Regions from separate parts of the Sus scrofa genome. Here all the other regions are linked to region 1. Evidence: chromatin contacts called from public HiChIP or PLAC-seq data. All regions are on one chromosome and are shown on one strand. Each heading gives the region's core, a stretch centred on a gene start, on an enhancer-like site or on the middle of the called end of the contact. The rest is flanking DNA. Distances are from core to core; before and after follow the strand shown. Region 1 holds the start of RPS5 (40S ribosomal protein S5). Region 2 holds the start of ZBTB45 (zinc finger and BTB domain-containing protein 45). Region 3 holds the start of ZNF8 (zinc finger protein 8).

The links. HiChIP or PLAC-seq counts read pairs in DNA pulled down with a chosen protein or histone mark.
Region 2: a contact with region 1 is called in an H3K27ac HiChIP or PLAC-seq map of alveolar macrophages. The contact joins the promoter of ZBTB45 here to the promoter of RPS5 in region 1. A contact is called at or near these places in 1 of 5 promoter capture datasets (fetal liver), 5 of 47 Hi-C or Micro-C datasets (blood, fetal skeletal muscle, heart right ventricle and 2 more) and 2 of 2 datasets of contacts at active chromatin or transcription factors (alveolar macrophages and skeletal muscle).
Region 3: an H3K27ac HiChIP or PLAC-seq map of alveolar macrophages shows a contact between it and region 1. The contact joins the promoter of ZNF8 here to the promoter of RPS5 in region 1. A contact is called at or near these places in 2 of 47 Hi-C or Micro-C datasets (embryonic fibroblasts and epiblast stem cells) and 1 of 2 datasets of contacts at active chromatin or transcription factors (alveolar macrophages).

The regions. Positions count from the first base shown.
Region 1 is chr6:62,966,551-62,969,489 of Sscrofa11.1, forward strand. It overlaps RPS5 (40S ribosomal protein S5), which reads left to right and starts at 1,405. Exons shown (of 6, transcript XM_003128133.4): 1 at 1,405-2,086; 2 at 2,800-2,908. The coding sequence starts at 2,801.
Region 2 is chr6:63,081,464-63,084,402 of Sscrofa11.1, forward strand. ZBTB45 (zinc finger and BTB domain-containing protein 45) reads right to left here and starts at 1,486. Exons shown (of 3, transcript XM_021097384.1): 1 at 47-1,486.
Region 3 is chr6:62,893,257-62,896,195 of Sscrofa11.1, forward strand. It overlaps ZNF8 (zinc finger protein 8), which reads left to right and starts at 1,361. Exons shown (of 5, transcript XM_005664944.3): 1 at 1,361-1,598. The coding sequence starts at 1,533.

The DNA of each region.
Region 1 (2,939 bases), core at 155-2,654:
ACCTGGCACGTCGTGTGTGACTGCTAGCTGTGCAAGGGGACCCCCCACCATGGGGCTTTACTGTGGGACCTCCCTCCTGCCCTCCGTTGCACGGCGGGTCCCTCTCGCAAGGTCAATGAAGATAGCCATTTCAAGTGACCTCCGGTAGTCCAAGAACCACAGACAGCAAGCGGGCCTTATCTGACTTCATTCCCATTTCCACACTGATGGGAAGCTGAGGTTCAGACAGGTGGACCCCCTCAGCTTTTGAGGAGAAAGGGCCAGGGTTGGGGGACCCTTCTAGGCCCTCCTGTGAGGGTGTCTGGTGCCTATTCCCAGCCTCCCTGTTTTCCTCCAGCCAGCACCCCACCTGATGACTCCTCTAGGACCAGGGAGAGCCCCCAAGAATCAGAGAGTGACCTTCTAGGACCCGGAAGAGGCTGACTTAGACTCTCCCTGTCCCCACAGACCTAGTGAGAGCCCCAAGGCTGCTGCTCTGCACAGGCCATGGAGACCACAGGCCGCCGGGAATGGGGCCTTGGCTTCTCGGGGCTGAGGATCTAACCCCCTGCCCAGAACAGCTTCCTGCCCTGAGCAGTGGCATAAATGGTGACTGATGACAGTCCAAGAGGGCCCAGAGTTTCTGGTCTGAAACCTGGAATTGGGTTAGGGGTAGGGGCAGGCCTTAATATGCCGTGAGTACCTTTACAATCAGTCAACAAACCTGGAAGCATCTGAGCACCTGCAATTTGGCAAGCCCCGAGGGTGAGCATGTGGGGTTGCTGGGGACAAATGAAGGACCACCAGGCTCAGGTGGCTGGGGCTCTTCAGTCTGAGAGGAGAATCCCCCACCCTTGTAGGCTAAGGTGGGTACGGGAAGGTGAGGAGCCTCATGGAAACTGCTCTGCCAGATGCAGCTCCCTGCTATCAGCCCAGTAGTGGTGAGCAGCTACAATGGTGGCTGCCTCTGCCAGGCCAGCCAGGAAGGCACTCACATCCCAGCACAGCTTCACGTCTGGGCCTAACATATGCTCCATGCTGACCACTGTGGTCATGGGCTGCAGAGCAGGCAGTGTACCCACCACTGTGCTCAACCTGCACTATGCCAGTGACCTCACCAGCGCAGGCCCCAGCTGGATCAAAAAGGGCAGAGGAGAGTTCCCAGGTGGGCTGGTGGAAAGGACTCTGACTACTATCCATGAGGATGTGGGTTTGATCCCTGGCCTTGCTTGTTGGGTCGGGGATCCGGCGTTGCCTGGGAGCTGTGGTGCAGGTCGCAGATGCAGCTAAGATCCCCTGTTGCTGTGGCTGTGGTTCAGGCCAGCAGCTGTAGCTCGGATTAGACCCCTAGAGTGGGAACTTCCATATGCCTTGGGTGTGGCCCTAAAAAGAAAAAAAAAAAAAAAAAAAAAAAGGCAGAGGCTGTTCTCCAGTCTCCTCCTCCAGGGCTCCTCCCGGAGGCTCATCCGCGTGCAGTGACCGGGCGGGAGACAGGGAGAATGGTGGAGGACCCTGGCATGGGGTGAAGCAAGGGGTCCCCTCTTGGAAGCTCAGGCCCCAAGCCGACCGACCGCGCGAGTATAGCAGAGGAGAACCGTAAGTGATGCCTGCTCATCCGCCTCGGGTAGGGACTACAGCAGAGAGCTGTCTTAATGCCCTAACACCACTAAGCCGCCGGAGCCCACAACTTGTGGTGCTGGTATAGCGGCGAGCGCTGGCCAGACTTCTGCCCACATTAGACATGGCGGCGCTGACCTCATAGAGACCTCTGCGCCTGTGCAGCGTCCCCCTCCACCCTAGCCTCGCCGCGAACAGGCAAGAGCTGGAAGTCGGACATCCGCCAAGAGCACCTTTGGGCTCGCTTCTGCAAGTACGCATGCGCCGAGCGTTTACGTGTTCTGTCAGCCCCAAAGGGCGCCTTTGCATCCCTGCTCCGGATTGGTCTATGGATATGCCGTGTTGTTCTGCGCACGCGCTACTTTTGCTGACCCGGAAGTTATCGCCTCACTTAAAATCGTTGGACCGCTGCGCACGGCCTCTTCCTGTCTGTGCCAGGGCGGCGCGTGGTCCACGCCAAGCGGTAGAGACGCCTCAGCCGCGGTCTTAGGTAAGGGTCTCGGGGATTTGTGGGTCCGAGGACCAAACCAGAGTTTTCCGGAAGTCGTGTGTGAGCCCCGACCTCTTGAGCTTCCCCTGGAAGGACACAAATAGTGGCGCGGGGGAAGTTACTTTTGCCCCGTTGTTGGCTCCCGGTAGCCCCGCCGCCGCCGTAGCCTTGCCCCACGGCGGACCGGAGAATGTTGGCTTTGCCTCTACAATTGTACTACATGTAGGAAGTAGCTGTTGTTTTTAGGTGCAGTATGCAGGGTTTTTCCTAGATAGGAGCCTTTAGTCCCTATTTGGGGTCAGAAACCAACTTCAGCCCTTGCGTTGATAAAGCGCAGAATTACTACTATTGAATCTTTTCCGTGTTACTTTGTAAGCTGAGCCTAAAGCGGTTTATAGACTTTTCTAAGGTCCCAGAGCTCTTGAAGATGGTTGGGATTTTAACGCCAAGTCAGTGCATTTGGTCTCGTCTGCCCATTCTGGGCTTCACTGCAACTGTTGAAAGCGTGCCTGCCAACTCTTGGCCTCGGAATTCCTGGGTGAGAGACGGATGTTTCTTGCTGAGAAATGAGTGGTTTTTCTAAGGCTCAACAAAGTGGACCCAGATGTTTGCAGCTTTCCTTGGTTCTTGGTGACTTCTTATTTTTCAGGATGTGGGCTAGCTTCAGACTCAGTGGTGGGTATGCTTTGGGTTTTGACACTTTGTGTTCCTAGGATGACGGAGTGGGAGACAGCTGCACCCGCAGTGGCGGAGACCCCAGACATCAAGCTCTTTGGGAAGTGGAGCACCGACGATGTGCAGATTAATGACATATCCTTGCAGGTGAGGGGTTTTGCTGCGCCTCTAATGGTGG
Region 2 (2,939 bases), core at 236-2,735, 110 kb after region 1:
ACCTCCCCGCCGGCCCTGCGGCAGGGGGATGCCCGCCTGACCCCACCTCCGGCTCCTCCTCAGGCACCAGGCCGGGCGGTGGCCGCCTCAAGCTCAGCACCTCCAAGGCCGCACTTCCGGGCCGCAACGCCGGCGGAACCAAAGTCCGCAGCCGCTGCGGCGCGTGGAGACGCTAGGTCACAGCACGTTTCCGGCGTTTCCATGGAGATCAGCCGCCGCCGCCAGGACGCACTTCCGGCCCTCCTCCGAGTCGGAACCGACGTCGCGGGAGCTGGGGCAACCGGGCAACGTCGCCTCAGAAACGGGATGGGGGCGGAGCCATCAATCTGCGAGCCACGCCCCTGCACGTGTGCTGCGGGGTCGGAGCGAGGGTGGGTGAGTGGTCTGCCCCAAGTTTCGGGCAGGTCCAGGCAGGCTTGAAGCCCAGTGCACCCCGGCTCTGTACCCATGGCAGCAGCAGTAGGACTCGTCTCTGGTGTCAATCTCCAGCCTCTCGTGGGCCGTGGAGGCTGCGAGTGGGATTTGGGCGCTGACGCCACGCCCATTTGGCCCAGAGCCTGGGTCCCGGGTAGAAGGTGAAGGTGCCCTGCACACCAGGTCCACTTGCCCCTGGGCGAGTAGGGAACAAGTCAATGTTCACCGGATGCTTTCTGCATGCCACACTCTGGGCCGCGACTCAGAAAAGAAAGGGAGTGCGGGGATGAGATGAGTGGTACCTCTGCCAGGAGCGTGTGGAGCAGCCAGACTCCCCAAACCGTAAGGGAACAAAACTTTAGGGAACAAAATCTGGGAAGAGCTCCCTGGGCAGAGGAACGGCCTGGGTGCCAGGGCCTTGAGATGGGGTGGCTGTCCAAGACAACCAAGAACCAGCCCCGTTAGACGGTGAGGTTGCACGGGTGGGTTGACTGGGTCTTATGCCCTGCTCATGGGGACTAAAGCGGGGGCAGCACGGAACCTCAGCGGACCCTATTTTTTGTGCAGCAGGGGCGGAATCCAGCGTCGAGCCAGTATAGGGACAAGGTCACAGTGCCTGTGTCTCGCGTCAGGCAGCTGCTGAACAGCTGTATTGTAGATGTGCTGAAGGGAGGGGACATGCCAGGAGGGAAAACACTGTCCCCAGCAGCACCCTTGCCCTGAGGTACCTCATTAAAATCTGGGTCTCATGGCCTCGTTGTCCTTGTACAGAAAGCAACTCCCTCGGGATGGCCTACCCAGGTCATTGTTTCTCCTCCATCCACCTCTCCTGCTCATTCCTCTCTGGCTTCACAGACTCCTTGCTGTGCCCACCTCCGCTGTGAGGCCAGAGGTTCATCTGTGTCCTTCACCTTAACAGACAGCTGCTGCCAGTATAACCCACACAGGTGTATAGGTTCCAAAGCTGCTTTACTCTGCCCTGGGCCCAATTCTCTATGATTGTGGGCATTAAGTGACAGTCCTAAAAATGGCCCAAGATTCCGTGTCCAGCTCCCCAGAACCTGAATAGTATATATATACATATGCGTGTGTGTGTGTGTGTGTGTGTGTGTGTATTTTAAGGCCCGCAGGTGCAGCATTCGGAAGTTCCCAGGCTAGGGGTCGAATCGAATCAAATCGGCGCTACGGCTGCCGGCCTGCACCACAGCCACAGTAACACCGGATCCAAACCGTGCCTGTGACCTACACCACAGTTTACGGAAACACTGGATCCTTAACCCACTGAGAGAGGCCAGGGATCGAACCTACCTCCTCATGGATGCGGGTTGGGTTCCTTACCACTGAGCCACAATGGGAACTCCCATAGTAGACATAATTAAGGTTATTACTAATCAACTGAGTTTAAATAAGGAGAAGGCCCTGGATTGTGTGGATGGGCCCAAGGGAATCACTAGGGTCCTTAAAGGCAGAAGCAGAAAAGGACTTGAAGTAGGAGAAGGGACTCCAGGGCTTGGAAGGTGGGGGGGCCACGTGACAAGGAATATGGGGCTGGTGGTGGGGTCTAGGGTCTGAGAAGAGCCGTGGAGCTAGCCAGCAAGAAAATAAGGACCTCAGTCCTACAAGTGCATGGCACTGGGTTCTGCTAACAGACTAACTGAGCTGGGAGGAGACACTTCCCCAGAGCTCCCAGATAGGAGCCCAGCCCTGCCCACGGCTTGATGGTGGCCTTTGTGAGACCCAAGCAGAGGATGCTACCTGGGCTTCTAATCTACAGAACAGTGAGCTAATGAATGATGTTTTAAGCCACTGGGTTTGTAGTAATATGTTAAGCAACAGCAACGCAAATACAACTGCCAGAGACTCAGGGCCTCCACACGGGGAGTGTCTGATAAACACCACTGTCTTTCCATCTAATGAAGACTTTCCCATTGCCTGTCTCTTGCTAAATATTTTATTTCTGCCTTACCAGCGTTTATTAGGTAGGTCTCATCCACCCATCCCACCAGCAGAGGGACTTGGTGGGCAGGGAGGGGTGAGAGGGGGAACCAACCACCCAGACACATGACGGGAACAACACTAGGGCAGGTGGAAGGGCATGTGTGAGGTCTCTGAGGAGGGAGGGTGGCCCTCCCTTGGGTGAGGTGGGTGAGACCCACTGTCGGGGGTGGGGGTAGGGGAGAGGGAGGACCACACTCCCATCTGCCTGTCTAAAGGACCCTGGGGAGGACAGTGGACTAGAGGGGCAGCAGACACTGCCAGGAGGAGACAGATTTAGAAAGGAGAGGACAAGGGTGGCTTCAGGAAAGCTCTTAGCAGATGAGGGTGAGATGACGACCTGGCCAGAAGGAACGCGGAAGGCAGGAGGAGAAACCACACTCCACCCCTCGGGTGGCCAAGGAGGTAGGAGCTGTGGCCTCCTGCGACACAGCCTGGAGAAAATATCTATTTTGCTTTTCTCTCCAAAGACTCTCCAGAGGTTGTGGGGGCATCTCGAGGAATAAATAGCATGACTGAGGACCCAGGTT
Region 3 (2,939 bases), core at 111-2,610, 73 kb before region 1:
CTGAGCCACCAGGGAACTCCAAATAAACCTTTTTTTTTTTTTTTGGTCTTTTTAGGGCCGCACCTGTGGCACATGCAAGTTCCTAGGCCAAGGGTCGAGTGGGAGCTGGAATTGCCCTATTACACCAGGGCCACAACCACAACACAGGGAGATTCAAGTGGCATATGAGACCTAGTTGGGGCAACCCAGGGTCTTTAACCCACTGAGGGAGGCCAGAGGTGGAAACTGCAACCTCGTGGTTCCTAGTAGGATTCATTTCTGCTGCAGCATGAAGGGGAACTCCCAAATAACTTTTTTTTTTTGCTTTTTAGGGCTGCACCTGCAGCATATAGAGGTTCCCAGGCTAGGGGTCCAATCGAAGCTGACAGCCTACACCACAGCAACTGCAACACAGGATCGGAGCCACGTCTGTGTGACCTACACCACAGCTCACGGCAATTCCGGATCCTCAACCCACTGAGCGACTCCAGGGATAGAACCGGCAACCTCATGGTTCCTAGTCGGATTCCTTGCTGTTGCACCACTAAGGGGACTCCTCAAATCAACTTTTTAATAGACTCCAACAGACCCACAGAAATGACCCATTGCAAAGGGAACAGCCCAAATAGAGAAACAAGTTGATCAGCGCTCAGAAAATGTGTCCCTCCCAGTTGGTAGCCCTTTAAAACCGGTTTTATTAACAAAATGTTCTTATATTTTGAAACATAAAAATGTTTTAAGCATAATGGCAGTATACGAGCCAGAGAGAAACAAGAAAAGCCCCAGGAGTTCCCGTCGTGGCTCAGTGGCTAATGCAATCCGACTAGGAACCATGAGGTTGCGGGTTCTATCCCTGGCCTTGCTCAGTGGGTTAAGGATGCGGTATTACCGTGAGCTGTGGTGTAGGTCACAGACGCGGCTCGGATCCCACGTTGCTGTGGCTCTGGCGTAGGCCGGCGGCTATAGCTCCGATTCGACCCCTAGCCTGGGAATCTCCATTTGCCGCGGGAACGGCCCAAGAAATGGCAAAAAGACAAAAAAAAAAAAAAAAAAAAAAAAGCCCCAGGTCTCCTGTGCATTTCCAACTGGGAAAGGCAGGCCGGAATTTCAACCTGGGCGGTCGCATTCCAGGGTGCAATCCGGTGTTTGATAGATGGGCGCGGGGGCACCCGAGAGCAAGGCTGCCAGGAAGGGTGGGCTGGGAGATCTGAGACCTCAACACCGTAACGACTCCGGAGGACCTCCACCCACCAGTCCCGCTGCACGCCCGCCTGAGGCTCCCATTGGCGGGAAGCCGGCGAGCGGATGCTCCCATTGGCCCGCAGTCGGGACAGCCCCCTTGGCCGAAGGGCATGCGCCAGGAAGCTCCCATTGGTCAAGGCTCCAGGAACGAAGGTTTCCATTGGCGCCGCTCGGCCTTCTGGGAGCTGTATTTGCAGCGTCGCCCGCGCAGCCGCCATTGTCCCCGGGCAGCGATTCCCCAAATCCTTGTTGGGGGGTGGCTCTTGGGTTCGGAGTCGCCAAGGGTTCCTGTCCTCACCTGTCTGCCCAGGATGGACCCCGAGGAGGAAGCAGCGGCGTTGGCGATGGCTACGGGTCCCCCGGAGGAACGGCTTCAGGTAGGCCGTAACAATAATAGTAACAATAACAACGACGGCAGCGGGCCCGGGCAGGGCGTCTACCACAGATAATGACCCTTTAGCCCTCGCAGCGCACGGAGCGGGGTCGGGCGTTAGAGCCCCAACCCCTGGATATACTGGGAGACGGAAGCCCCGGTTGGGGCGCTCGGACCAACCTAGCTGGTTAAGAAGGGCGTCGGGCTTCGAACCCGGGCCTTCCAGTCCTCGAGTGCGCATGCTTCCCGGGCCTCTGGCCTTCCGGTTCCAGGATGCGACTTTGGGTGGTTCCTGAGGACCAGGCTCGCCCCCTCGACACCCTTCCCCCGGTCCCGAAGGCCGACCGCTCTGCGGAAGGGTAATAGAAACTGGCGTAGAGATGCTCCCGCGGGCGGAGTCCACCGACCCCCAAACAGAGCCCCGCTGCCCGAAGCCCCCAGCCTGTGGCCGGGACGCAGTCTCCGGGGGTGAGGACAGGGGATCACACACCGCGTTTGTGGGGCAGGAGCGATACAGGGCTCCTGCAGGGCTGGCGGGGACTGCAGTTCTCGGCAGCCTGTTCGGAAGGCCATCTGGGAAGGCGCCTGATTCGAAGCTCCAGCGTTTCTGGACAAAGTGTCCGCTGCCTGTGTTCTCCGCATAGTGCTTTCTCCACGTGGCAGGAGCCTAAAGAAAGTCGTAATTCCTGAAGCGCCTGGACTTTTTTTTTATTGTTGTCCATGGGGATTTGCATTTATTTCAGATTTGGTATGCGGATGTGCACGTGTTGAGAGATGTGTTGTTGCAGATTGATGAGACAGGCAACCGGGCCTTAGTTTACTTTGCTGTGGCTGGGAGTCGGGGGCAGGGAGTGAGCCATGTCACAGAACACCAGAGCTGGACAGCAGTTAAAGCAGTAAGAACAGAATGTGTTCGGGAACTGTCGCAATAGGGGAAAAGAGACTTCAGTATAGAACTGCGCTTAATTCCAAATACAAGAAAAAGTGGGGATTTACAGGAGGTTGGGGGGTAATTCTTGCTGAACTGAACTGAAACAGGATTCTTGCTTAAGCAGGCCAAGTGATGGGATGTTACCTGGAGTATTTTGAGGGATGAGGACTTTGAGAAGATGTCAAGAAGGGAGTTCCTGTCGTAGTGCAGTGGTTAACGAATTTGACAAGGAGCCATGAGGTTACGGGTTCGATCCCTGGCCTTGCTCAATGGGTTACGGATCCGGCATTGCCATGAGCTGTGGTGTAGGTCCAAGACATGGCTCAGATCCAGAGTTCAGCTGTGGCTCTGGTGTAGGCCGGTGGCTGCAGCTCCGATTAGACCCCTAGCCTGGGAACCTCCATGTGCCGAGGG